2 separate regions of the Rattus norvegicus genome follow, and region 2 is linked to region 1. A link is a contact called in public Hi-C data. All regions are on one chromosome and are shown on one strand. The core of a region is the stretch at or near the end of the contact, and the rest is flanking DNA. Distances in the headings are between cores, read along the strand shown.

What was found. Hi-C and Micro-C count contacts between places; a contact is called where the count stands out from the background.
Region 2: a contact with region 1 is called in a Hi-C map of liver, with 2.1 times the contacts expected there. The contact joins the enhancer-like site here to the promoter of Sipa1l1 in region 1. A contact is called at or near these places in 9 of 12 Hi-C or Micro-C datasets (the A7r5 cell line, the Rat2 cell line, Schwann cells and 6 more).

What each region holds. Positions count from the first base shown.
Region 1 is chr6:107,567,216-107,573,637 of GRCr8, forward strand. It overlaps Sipa1l1 (signal-induced proliferation-associated 1 like 1), which reads left to right and starts at 3,423. Exons shown (of 25, transcript NM_001389245.1): 1 at 3,423-3,480; 2 at 3,992-4,052.
Region 2 is chr6:107,853,738-107,860,701 of GRCr8, forward strand. LOC102552965 (a long non-coding RNA gene) reads right to left here. Exons shown (of 2, transcript XR_010052742.1): 1 at 6,617-6,964. Among named protein-coding and RNA genes, the nearest start is that of Rgs6, 140 kb to the right of the region's middle. Within about 2 kb of position 1,679, at least 5 of the 93 cell types and tissues checked have an H3K27ac peak or open chromatin away from gene starts, as enhancers often do. A contact at or near this core is called in liver, where this site is marked.

The DNA of each region.
Region 1 (6,422 bases), core at 2,173-4,672:
AGCAATAAACAACAAAGAGACCTTGCTTCAAACAAGGTAGAAGAAAGGTGGGGACCGGTACCTAAAGCATCCCATTCATACGCACATGCAAAAGAAAGATGATTCAGTGGAGTAGGGAAATTCGCTGGTCTCAGCCAGAGAACGTATAGTTACAGAATCCATGTCCCTCAGTTGGAGAGGCTCGGAGTAGGACACAGGCAGGAAGTTAATCCCAGCTATGGTCTGAGAGGTTGCCGTGGTAGAAAGCAAAGCAGAGAGCCTGTATCCTGACAGGTAAACTAGATAGAGTGTGCAGACGCATGCTGGCAGGCGAAGTGTCCAGGAAGGCCGTGCGTTCAGCTTTTTCTATTTGCTTTGTTTCGCAGACGAAAGGAGCAAGGCCACGGGCAGTCACACTCAGTGGTTTGGTGAAGGAGAGCGCGTGATATTGTCTTTATAGAGTGGAGAGGGAAGCACGGTGGCTCCTCTGTAATTTAACAAAGGAAGTTAATTGATTAGAAAGCAAGTGTGGTTTCAGACGTCTAACGAGTACTTGTCTGTAGCTGGGAGAGTAAGGAATCCCACATTAGGGCAGGGTTAAACTACTTGAAGCTAAAGTAACAAACCCATCACTTTTACCCAACACTGGAATTTGAAATCTAGCGCCCTTCACCAGGGCCTCGTAAAAAGTACTGAAGAAAGTTAACAGGTTTGGCTAGTACTTGGGTGGACTGTTTCAAAGGGCTCTTTGGGATTCGTAAAACAGGTGGCCTTCAGAACGGTGCTGTGTTGGTCGGCCATTCTTTAAGGGTGAAACTGTTATATTACTGAGCAAGAACTGACTTAAAATATCCAGGGTGTTATGAAGGGTTTGATCCTTAAAACAAACAGATGCATGGGCTGATGGTGACATGAGGTGACTTGGTGGGTAAGGGACCCGAGGACTGGAGTTCAATTCCCAGAATCTACAGGGTTGGAGGCAAGAACGGACTCCTACAGATTGTGTGCTCTGAGTGTCTGACCTCCACATGTGCTCGACGGCATACACATGTCCACACCCACTCATGTGTGAATAAAAGACTTTTAAAAGATGCTTCAGTTCCTGCCATCCTATTTTTCTTACCTTCCTTCCTTTCCCCCCTTCCTTCCTTCCTTCCTTCCTTCCTTCCTTCCTTCCTTCCTTCCTTCCTTCCTTCCTTCCAGTTGCCTTGCTATAAGACAAAGTAATTCGGTTTCTCTTTTACTTGAATCGACATGTTTATTAAACAACAAGGAATCTACTCTAAGTTAGTGTAAAAGCCGACCACCAATAATGCCTTTTAAAATTATTACAGGTCCAATGTTTTTGATGTCTGTGCTGTTGAGACAAAAGAAGCTTGGATATAAAATTATCAACATGTAGCAAAATATAGTGCAAATGGCCTACTATAAATGAAACACCCATTTGCTTTTTTATTGTTCAATATAAAAGGGGAATATCTGTTATTTATTGGAAACTTTTATGGGTCTGAAGTGCTACAGAATTTTAAAGCTGTAATAACATGTGGGCTATCCCTCAGTTCTTACAGATGTAGTGTAAGAGACAGTAAAGTTCTCAAGGAGTCTCAATTATTAGTGGCACAGAACCCAAGCCCCCCTCTCTTGGCCCTAGCTACTATTTTCTAATCACTGTGCCACTTAAGTTCCTAAAACAAAAATGTTCAGGCATTTAAGATGAATCAGCAGGTAGATGAACTTGTGACCCAAGTTTTTAATTTTTTATTGGATATTTTTTTATTTACATTTCAAATGTTATCCCCTTTCCCGGTTTCCCATCCATAACCCCCCTTTTCCATACCCTCTCCCCCCTGTGACCCGAGCTTGATTCTCAAAGCTCACATAAAGGTGGAAGGAGAGAATGGATAACACAAGGTACTATCATACCTTTACACTCTTGTCCAGTCAGACATCATCTCCTCCTCCTCTTCCTCCTCCTCCTGCTCCTCCTCCTCCTTCTCCCCCCCTTACACACACACACACACACACACACACACACACACACACACACACCCCATTGCCACAGGTATCCCAAAAGTCTTAACTGTTTAAGTCTTCATATAGTAAGGTCCTTTAGGTTTCTATGTGTATGGGATTGAGTTAACAGTTTCCTCATATTGATATTGACATTTAAAGATCAATTTTTGGGGCTGGGGATTTAGCTCAGTGGTAGAGCGCTTACCTAGGAAGCACAAGGCCCTGGGTTCAGTCCCCAGCTCCGAAAAAAAGAACCAAAAAAAAAAAAAAAAGATCAATTTTTTAATGGTGAGTTCTGTTATACACTATGGAATCTATATTTATTCATCTTTGTTGACATCAAAACTTCATGTTTCTATCAACAGCAGGATATTATTTAGTAAAACAAAAATCACCACAGAAAAATTTCTCCAATTTAGAAATAAAATGAGATTTCAAACAATAGCCTTTTGGAATATATATCATGTCTATGCCTGGTGTTCTTGGAGGGTGTCAGGTCTCCTGGAACTGGAATTATAGTTGTTGGCCCACCAAATGGAAGCTGGAAATTGAACATCAGTCATCTGGAAGAGCCGCTGTGCTTTACTTAATCCCAGAGTCATCTGTCCAATCCCTCAATAACGTTTTGTAATCAGGTATAAAGGTATAATCTGAGGATTCATAATTTAAGTTTTGTTTCCTGTTCCCTTCTACCGTGAACCAGGTTTTTACAAAGAGAAAAGAAACATGTAACCACAGGGAAAAAAAAGATTGAAACAGAAACCAGAGTTTAGCAGTGTAAAAAACTTGACTGTGGTGCAGAAACTGACATAAATTCCAGGTACTCTTTGGGGTTGGGCAAAGTAGAGTGACTGTGGACACACAAGGACTATTACCTTCATTTTCAACAACAGACATACAGTACCTACTAGGGTACAAAGCCCGCTGAGAATACCAACATGAGTGAGCTACATGCGCAAGAAGCCATCTCGTGGGGGCGTTAGGATGGGGAAAAGAAAGCATAGTGCGGGGGCTGGAGATGAGATTACACAGGAAGGCTCATAAACTGAGTACATGGTGGACATTTAGAAGTAGAGAGATGCGCTGACTTCTAAAGCCCCAGAGCTTCTCTGGCCAAATGCTCCCACCTCCGAGAAGCAGGTCTATGGAAGCCCTGCATCCTCCTCCAGCCTCCCCTTCCCCACCGCTAGGCTTGGGGCAGCGGAGGAGGCAGGTGAAAACTGCACTCGGCTGTCGAGTCGTCATGACAACCAGAAGTTCAACGGCCCTCACTACCCGGCTTCCACTTCCCCCGGCCCGAGCTTGGGCTTCTAATCTCGCGAGACTTGCCTGAGCGCAGAACCCCGCCGCGGTGATCTCACCCGAGACTGAAGGAGGGAGGAGAGGAGGGAGGGAAGGGATGGGGCGGGGAGAAGGGCCAGTGCAGCGCCGCCACCGCCGGCAACTTTGTGAGCGAGTTCAGTACGTGCGTGAGCGAGTGAGCGGAAAGTCAGTGCGGCCCCGTGTCCCGGGGGGGAGGGAGGGAGGGTGGGCCCGGGAGACCTCCCGCAGCGCGCTCATCGCCGCCGTCCGGGACTCCCTTCCCGCGCTGTCCCTCCGCGGGTCCTCCAGTCCCGGTGGGCAGTTACCTGTCCCCTCCCCCGCGGCCACGCAACTCCCCTCCTCCCCCCACGGCGCCCAGCACCGTGTTCCGTAGCCCGGACTCTCCCCGGGCGCCGCTCGCTCGTTCCCCGGAGCCGGCGGGCGGGATGAGGGGTTCGGGGGTGCGAGCCGGGGTCCCGGCTTCTGCACAATAGTTGATGCCCCGGGACTAATCACTTCGGCCTCCGCAGCTCACGGAGTGCGGCCGCTGCGGGGACCTCCTCGGAGCGAGGCTGGGGAGCTGTGCTAATCCTGCCCGGGCGGCCCCTTCGCCCGGCGCTCGGAGCCTCAGATCTCCACAGAGGAGGCGGCGAGCGAGCGCGCCCCGACCGTCTGCACGCTTTCTCTTTCTCCCCAGGGAGAGCGCGCGGACGACGCGCCCCGGACGCGCGGCAGCACCGGGAAGCCCAGGCCAAGCGGTAAGTGGCTCAGGAGGGCAGGGCTGGGGGGGGGCGGGGCGGCACTACTGACAGTCCCCCCCTCCGCCCCCGGCTTGGGATTCGCGGTCTGGAGCTGGACGCTCACAGCGGCTGAAAGTTAGATTTCCGATTTAGTGGCGTGCTGGGGATCGCGGTCCCGGCGGGGGCGAGTCTGCACTTCACCGCGCACTGCGCGCGCGCACGTTCGCCCCTCGGGATCCGGATCGGCACCCCTAGAGGCCCGGATCCCCGCATCCCCGCCCGGTGGCCGTGCTTACCCTTCGGCTCCGGGCTCCTCGGAGCGATCCTTCCCCATCCGTCACTCGGTGAGCTCTTTGCAGGTGTGCTGCAGGGGCCAAGGCCCAGTGGGTTAATGGTGGGGAAAGGAAAGATTCGGGTGCGGGCTCAAGGGTGTTAATTTCTCTCCTGGGAGATCCTGGGGACTGAGATGGGGTTGGGGGATGCTCCAACCTGCGTTCCTTGGAGGAAGGAAACCGTCATAAGGTTGGAGAGGCATGAGGGTGCTGTCTGTATACAGAACTTTTTCTTTCCTTGCCCTTTCCAACTTCGCTCCTGACCTTAAAGGCAACTTGCCAGGTTCATAAGTCGCTCCATGGCATTTCAATGTGGGCAAGCTATCGCGTTGGGCAGATTGAAATTTCATCGGGGCTCACCGAGTCCAAAACCAGAGGCACGGGAAATAGCTAGCTTTCAAGGGAGGTGTTGTGCCGGATTGTTGGCATTCCTCTTGGAAGGGGAAGCATTGGGGACAGGTAACTCGTAGACTGCCTTGGTGCTTTATGGATTTGATTTTTTTTTTTTTTTTCTGATGGCTAGTTGAGAGGCAACCTTCACTGAAATTCATACTACCAAGCCGGTGATGCGATGCAAATTTCAGAGGGAGGTGTCGACTCTCATCAGGTTCCAGGTCTATCTGGATGAACTGGGGTTGGCGTTTCCTCTATAAATCGAGCCTTTCATGTTGAAACTCTGACTCAGAGTCTTAAAGCCATTCTTTTTTATACTAGTACTCTGTGGGAGTGAAGTGTTAACTTTCTCCTTTCTCGAATGGAGTATCTCCAGAGCAAAGGTTCTTTGGCTGATCCTTTTGGACAGCCACAACATAAAGCCCTCCGGGATTGCTCCAGCAGTGTCGTTTAGGCACAGGAATGATTTTCTGTATGTTGGTTTAACGACTTTCCCATATCCTCTTGTCCTTTCTCCAACACTGCAATTAAGCTGCCTTTACTGGGGTGGAAAAAAAGCTGATAGGATTATGCAAAGCAGTTAAAAGGTTTAAGTAAAGCAGTTGATGGCCACTGATGTGTCCACCTCTAAAGTGACAACCCAGTTATTAACTAGAATATTATTTCTGAAGCATTTTCCCATGAAATATGTTATTGGCACGAAGGCATTAACAACAGTGATTTAAGATAACCTGGGTGACAGCTTGAACATAAATGGTTGGGGCAAATGAGATATTTGGAGTGGTGACTTGCTTCAGTGTCACAGAAGACTTTTTTCTTACCTCACTCTTAAAGAATTCTTGAAATTGACTATCATTAATTAGGTTTTTCCAGCTGACAGAGAAGGAACGGGTTTAGCAAGTGGCTGGAGACAGTAGTAGGTGTAGCTGTTAGTGTCTCCACAGTTCTGGGACTTCACAGCCCTGGGGCCGCGCGCGGGACTTGCTGTGTTTGACTGTCAGGCAGTTTTGTCACTAAAATGACATTCTGAGATTAACTCTTCTTTTGACTCAGTTCTTCAGTGGTATTTCCTTTTATATTTATTCCATATTTGCTTTGAATTACGTGTGCAGTAATGGTGTTGTTTCCTCATTTGAAAACAATCTCAAAGCAGCGTTTGAAGCGCTTCCTCACACCTGAGTGTACTGTAGCTTGAGGACGGCTTGAGATTAACAGTTATGCAGACTCTGGGGTCTTGGTTAACTGAGGTAAGGTGTGCATATGTTGTGCTTTCAGTTGCACTGTGAATTTTCAGTCAGTGACTTTGAAAATGCTCTCTGAGAGCACAGAGAGCAGCATTAAGTGGACCCCAACTCAGATCTGACTCTTGGCTGACTTAGTGGAAGGTTTATGTGGTAATAAGGCCTGCTGTCTCTTGCCTAGCTGTATTGTTTTTAGCAAAGGTCCAGTCATTGCACAAATGGTCTGACTTTTAATGAAGCTTTTCGGGTTCCTTTTTAGATTTGAACCTTTTGCTTCACTGGCCAGATTAGAATAGCCCCCCTCCCTTTTCTCAAACTCTGATGGACTAGCTTCTTTGTTTCCTTTCACATTGCAGAAGCTGAATCTCAAAATTGGAAAAAGAAAATTTCCCTCTAATTTCCCTGTAATTGTAACCTTTTGA
Region 2 (6,964 bases), core at 429-2,928, 280 kb after region 1:
CCTCTCTTCAATGAACCTCATCTCTCCTAAACCTTAGAATCATGAGACGGAATTAGGACTTTAAAAGATTCAGTTCACTCAGTTCTGCCCGGTCTGATTTCATTAGCTCTTTACTGACCTGCCCCATGTCCAGCCACCTGTGTTGGGAGATGTCCAGTGATGGAAGCTCACCCCTGCCTGAGGTACCTGCTGATTGTGTGTGTGTGTGTGTGTGTGTGTGTGTGTGTGTGTGTACATCCATATATGTACAAATGTGTGTTGGTGTGTGCACATATCTATGTGCATGAAGGTGACGGTCAGAGGTTATTAACCTTGGGTGTCTGTCATTCCTTAGGTGCTGATCACCACTTATTTACTGATTGATTGATTGATTGATTGATTGATTAGTGCCCGTCTCTTACTGCTCTAGAGCTCACGAAGTAGGCTGTGAGGCCCCCGACCCCAGGATGCTCCTGTCTCCCCGTCCCTAGGCTGGAATGATAAGCACAGTCCACAACCTGGACTCTGTGGATTGAATTCGGCTGAGCCGTTTTCTCAGGCCCTGATTTATTTTGTTAAGCCCTTTTGATTTTGAGAAAAATCCCTTGAATTTTTCCAAGACCATCGCTTCACACTATACCCACATAATCAACCCTATCTTCCCAGGTGACAATCATGGAAACCTTGGGGATAGCGGTTCTATCTAAATGTTATCACCAGAACAAAGCGTCACAATCTCCCCAACTCTTGCCGCAGCATCATGGTTTCTGAGTTCACCATCGTGAAATAACCCTACACAGCGTGTATTAAGGGTAAACCCACCTACGCATATTATCCCACGAGCTCTCACAGCAGCCCTGTGGCAGGATGAGGTCTATGGATGTCCCCATTTATAGAAGCTGAGGCTTTGAGAGGTCAAATCACTTCCAGCAGGTAGCAAATGAACACAGAGCAGAGTGAAAGCCTGGCCTGTGGTACCAGAACCATTGCCAAACCACATTCTCCCTTGCACATCCTGGTTGTGCGGAACCTAAATGGACAGTATCGATGCCGTTGGATGGTCATCGTGGGGGTGAAGAGACAGACACTCAGATGGAGACCATCCCTAAATATTAGAGGACTGGGAGTTAGCGACATCTGGTGGGAGTTGGTTTAAAGTGATGCTGTCTCTGACAGCCGGTGTTCCCCACTTGCACTTCATTTCAGAGAAAGACCTTCCTGTCCAATTTCAGGACAGACCTGGAGGTCATGGAGGCTTGGGTTCCTGTTAGAAATGAGAGAGTGGGGGTTGGCTTTGGGAAGGCTCTGCCACATAGCCACCATTGGAAAATGAGCTCTATGAAGAGAGGGGAAGGGACTTGTCATAACGGTATTAGAGACAACATGATGGGGCCTTAAAGGGGAGGAGAGGCTTCCCCTGAAAACGCTGGGGGGAGCTTTGGTAAGAGGGATACCTTAAAGGAGAGAGCCAGCCATCATGGACAAGGTGATTGGGGGAGAGGGAGGGCTAGAGGAGGGTGTTCAGAAAGACCACCCAATGAAGACTAGTATCTGACTTTTGGATTGTAAATTGCTATACCACGCAATTTAGTTCAGCACAGCATAGCCTAGTGTGTGTCACATGCACGTAACACTGTTGAACACAGCAGGCAAGCATTACTGGGCTTGAGAAACCTCTCTGGTTTGCCATCAGATCACGAGGCCAGGGCCTCCCCTAAGCAATCGTTTGCTTAGTGCCTTGCCAATTCTCAGCCCTGCCTAAGCTATGCCCTGTGTTTCTTTTTCTAAACGAAGAAGCTTGATGGAAGCTAACCAAAAATCTGTTTCAAAACCAACTATAAATAGTATACATGATATCTTAGACTAAACCACAACATTAATTTTGTTCTTTGAATCAATCCCCTCTCATCTATGTAACTGCAACATCCCGCTACGGGCACTGCACGTCAGTGAACAGGTGAGGACCACGATTTCAACGTGGGTCCCTGTTCTCAGCAATTCTAAATACAAAGAGAGTTTCTAGTTTATACTTCTCAGCCCATCTGTCAGAACACCAGGCCCAAGGTCCTGGCAGTCTGCTTGCTAAAGCAACAGATGACCGACCGAGAGAAACATAACAAACCCAGTTCTCAAGGGTAAACCCCAGCATGAGTCCAGATGCTTCTACCTGCCTGCCAACACTCCACAGAAGGGTCCCATGGGGTCCTCTTCCTCCAGCCCAGGGTCCAGATACCTAGGACCATGTAATCTACTGCATAATTAATCACTTAAAAAAAAACCAAAAAACCCAACCTCCAGTTTATTGACCATTTTGTGGGCCAGAGATTTGGGCTTTTCTCAGCTGTGTGTTTGTTCTGCTCCATGTGGGCTCTCCTAGGGCCTTCAGTCACTGGCAACCAGGCTGGTTTGGAGAGTTCAGGATGACACCCATTCCTGGGGCTTTGGTGGGAGCAGTAGTCTGGGCTCAGCTGCCCATCCCCGCTGCCCCCATCTGCATGTTCTTGAAGCTCTTCCCTGGGTTCTTCTATCAGGTGGTTGGCTGGGTTTTTCAAGGCTCCCACAGGCTAGGTGGGAAATGCCAGTGTTCTTGACAAGTAGGTGCAGATCTGCCAGACTGCTTTCCTACACCTTGTCAAACAAAGGGGAATCAGAAGCCTTCTCTTAAAACAAAACCTCATTCTCCTTAGGACAGCTCCATTCTCACTGGCACTAAATCCCCCATCAGGGTCAGAACGCCAGAAATGTCAGCTGGAGTCATAGGCAGCACAGGGAAACACTGATCTCCCTGGAGGCCCTTACTCCTGTCCCTAATGCTGTCATGGCGGAGGGGGTGGGGCAAGGCCTTTTTGAACTTTGGGACTGGACAGTGGAGTCAGTTTCTAGCTCTTGTCTTGGAGGTCAGTGGCCTACAGCTCATCCACTGATGAGCACCCTCTCCTGACTTCTCACCAGCCTGGTCTCCATATTATAGTTTACCACCAGCAGAGACCGAGAGGGTAAGGCCATTGACATTCAGCCCAAGTCTCCTTTCTCCTGGAGGCCAGGATTCTCAATGGCTGCCTATTGTAGCAAACTCTGGGAAGATCTGATGTGTCTGTCATCCTCCATTACGATCTGTGGTAAGGAATTTTCTTAATTAGTGATCAGTGGGTGAGGACCCATCCTTGGGATGGTGGTTCTATAAGAAAGTAAGCTAAGCAAGCCCTGTGAGGCAAGCCAGTGAGCTTGCTTTAAGTGTGCACCTCTTCATGGCCTCTGCATCGGCTCCTGGCTTCAGGTTCCCGCCCTGTTTTGAGTTCCTGTCCCGACTTCCTTTGGTGATGAACAGTGATATGGAAATATAAACTGTTTCCTCTCCAACTTTATTTTTGGTCACGGTGTTTTGTCACAGCGATAGAAAGTATAAGACACCAGGTGTCTATTACTGCCACAAAACAAGCGAGACCAAAAACAAGTTGGGAACGAAGGGGTTTTTTGGCTGACACTGATCCATCACTGGAGGACGTCAGGACAGGAACTCAAGCAGGGCTGGAACCTGGAGGCAGGAGCTTATGCGGAGGCCATGGAGGGGTGCTGCTTACTGGCTTGGTCACTCTGATTTCTTATAGAACCCAGGAGCACCAGCCCAGAGATGGGACCCCACCCCACTATCACTAATTAAGAAAATGTCTTGCAGCTGGATCTCATGGAGACATTTTCTCAACTGAGGCTTCTTCCTCTCTGACTCTAGCTTGTGTTGAGCTGACACACGAAGTCAGCCAGAGTTGACCCCGTGTCAACACACAAGCACAGCACTATTGAGCCACAATTCTTCCTTTCTTACTCATCCCCAAGATCTCATATTAAAAACGTAAGTTTAAAAGTCCCACAGTCTTTACAAACTGAAACACATTAAATTTTCAATCTCTTTAAAATATACCGTCTCTCTAAACATCCAAAATTTCTTAAAAAGTCCAAGGCCTTTGAGCTGTGGGCTCCCATAAAAATCAAAGTTAAGTTGAATGCCTTCTTTGAGGGGGATGAAGCAGGGCACTGTCACCATCTAACCAAGCAAAACTAACCCCAACAGTATAAATAACTCAGTGTCCATCCACACAGGATCTTCTGAGCTCCTCAAAGTGTCTGGGTCATTTCTCCTGCTCTGCCCCCTGTCGTACGTTAGGCTCTGGCTGTCTCTATTCCACCTGGTGGTTATCCCATGGCACTGGCATTTCCAAAATGATGCAGCCTTCCACTTAACTGGGCTGCACTTTCAGCCCAGCCTCTCATAGGCTCTCTTCAAAGCCTCAACTCCGTTGCCTGACCCCTTCAGTTCCAGGCCTTCAACTGCTACTGAGGCTGCACCTTCACCAATGGCCTTTCTTGGCCTCTCACAGTGCCAGGCCTCAGCTGCTCTTCATGACCCCTTCATGCCTTCAAAACCAGTACCACCTGGGTGACTCTCACACGTTACCAAGTCCAGCCACAGCACAAGGTACAGCCTTGGCTATCTCTGGAACACAGCTTCTTTGTGCTCTCAGAAAACACTTCCCAAAAGATTTCACCTCAGTGATGCTGGTCTCTTCTTAATCACTGCTAAGTTCTTAGCTCCAGCTGACAGCATCGATTGTCCCAGGAAGGCAAAGGTTTGCTTTAGTTGTCCTGGAATCTTGTTAATCACAGCTGAATCTCCAGCCCCAGTTAAGGAGAACCACAGAATCTTAAATCAACATAGCAAACAATCCCCATAGTCTTTAATCTTCCCTCTGAGATTTCACAGGCCAGGCCTGCATCTTCTGCACCATTCTCAACATTATCTTCCAAGCTCCTACAGAACATCCCACAGAGCGCTCCACACCCAATGGCTCTTCTAACCCAAGGTTCCAAAGTCCTTCCGTGGTCCTTCTCAAACCATGGTCAGGGCTGTCACAGCAACAACTCACGACACAGGTACCAATTTGTCTTAGTTAAGGTTTCTATTATGGTGATAAAAACACCATGACCCGAAAGCAAGTTGGGAAGAAAAGGGTTTATCTGGCTTACATTTCCAGATCATAGTCCAGCACTGGAGGAAGTTGGGACAGGAGCTCGGGCAGGGCTGGAACCTGGAGGCAGGAGCTGATGCAGAGGTCATGGAGGGTGCTCTAACTTGTGTCAAGTTGACACAAAAACCCCAGCCAGTACACCTGGGAAGGAAGAACCTCAATTAAGAAATTTCCTCTATCAGCTTGACCTATAATCATGTCTATGGTCTCTTTTCTTGAGTGATGATTGATGTGGGAAGTACCCAGGCCTCCGTGGGCAGTGTGACCCTGGACAGGTAGACCTGGATTAGATATGAAAGCGAACTGAGCAAGCGGAGGAAAGCAAGCCAGAGAGCAGCTTCAGTTCCAGCCTTGACTTCTGCCTTGCATCCCTCAAAGAAGGACAGTGCTGAGGAAGTGTAAGCCGAACAAACCCTTTCCTCTCCAAGTTGCTTTTGGTCAGTGTTTTTACCATAGCAACAGAGGAACTAAATTAGGATACCTTATGGCCTCCCTGGGGCCACCTAAGGGCTAGCAGAAGGTCAAGAGCCTGCAGGGCAGTGAGGAGGAAGGTGGCACTAGGAAGTCACACTCCTGATTTTCTCTGCAGCACCAGCAATGGCCACACTTCTGTTGCCAGGGAAGTGATGCACCAGAATTCAAGTCTGCAGAGCTGTGACACCCTCTGCCTGATGCCTGGTGGTACTGAGAGGCAGCCTGGCTATGTGTGAAGTCTGTGTGTGTGTGTGTGCACTCGAGCGGGTGCTCAGTGTGGGAGATCTGTCATGAGCAGCTCCAGCTCCCTTCAGCACCCTGTATCAGCTGCACCCCAATTCCTTAGCTTGCCAGAGGGCTAGCCTAGTCATAAGGAGCAGCCAGAAGCAGACTCGAGAGAAACCTCAGCTAACCCAAAAGATCCACGGTGGCCTTGGTGAGTGCCTCCTGGTGTCACTGTGCCCCTCTGAGAAGCAAGTTGTTCGAAGACAGAAGGGACAGCCATGTCCTGTGTGAATGCCTATCAACTTCTAACTGTGCTAGCCACTCTGTGTCCACGGCTTGTGCGCTGTTGAAGGCTGAGCATCACTTGATGCTTCCCAGGGAGGTCCAGGGCTGACCACTGCGTCATGTTAGGGACAATCTCACCCTGACCTACTTTGGCACTGCAGCCCTCCTTTTGGATTATCCTGTAGAACAGTGGTGGGGAGGACTCTCACCTCACCAGGCACAGCTCTCTGATGGTCAAAGGCGGCCTGAGTTCACAGGCACCCAACGCCCGACATTTGTTTTAGGGTTGGAATGAGACTTGTCATGAGAGTTTTAATGCCAGGTGAGTCATCACAATAGCCACTATCCCTCCAGGTGTGTCATGTGTCTCAGTGAGGACCTCATGATGCTGATAAATGGACAGGACCTGTGGCCACCCAACAGACCTGTTTTTTGTTTTTGTTTTAAACAAACAAACAAACAAACAAACAAACAAACTGGATGCCCCAGCCCTGGGAGTGTCAGTCAGCTGGTTCTGAGGCTTTAGTCCAGACTACTCAGTTCTTCAAGGTCATGTCCTGTCCCCTCAGACCATTTCCTTTCCCCATTAACCCAGGCTTCCTGTTGGGAGGGGCATGGCAGAGACAGACCTGGAATCCGTTGATGAGCATCATCCCAGTGGGGTCTGTCCGCCTCGGCAAGCTTCTGAGATCTGTATCATCACCATAAACCTGGGGCAGTTCCTCTGTGTGGGCTGAACCAGTAAGGGGCTGAGTGGCTCACAGGCTTCTCTGAGGCGTGAGTTGGGGCCATCCTACTCCCTTCGTTCCTTTGGGGTGGTGGTGGTGGTGGGGAGAGTCAGTTAGATTTAATTAAATGACTTCCCTCTACACCAGCCAAAACCAAAATCAAGGTATCTTTAGATAGTTCACTTACTAAAGAGGTGAGTAGCCTCATTACCAAAACCTGCCGCTTAGAGACTCCCTCTCCCAACGGAA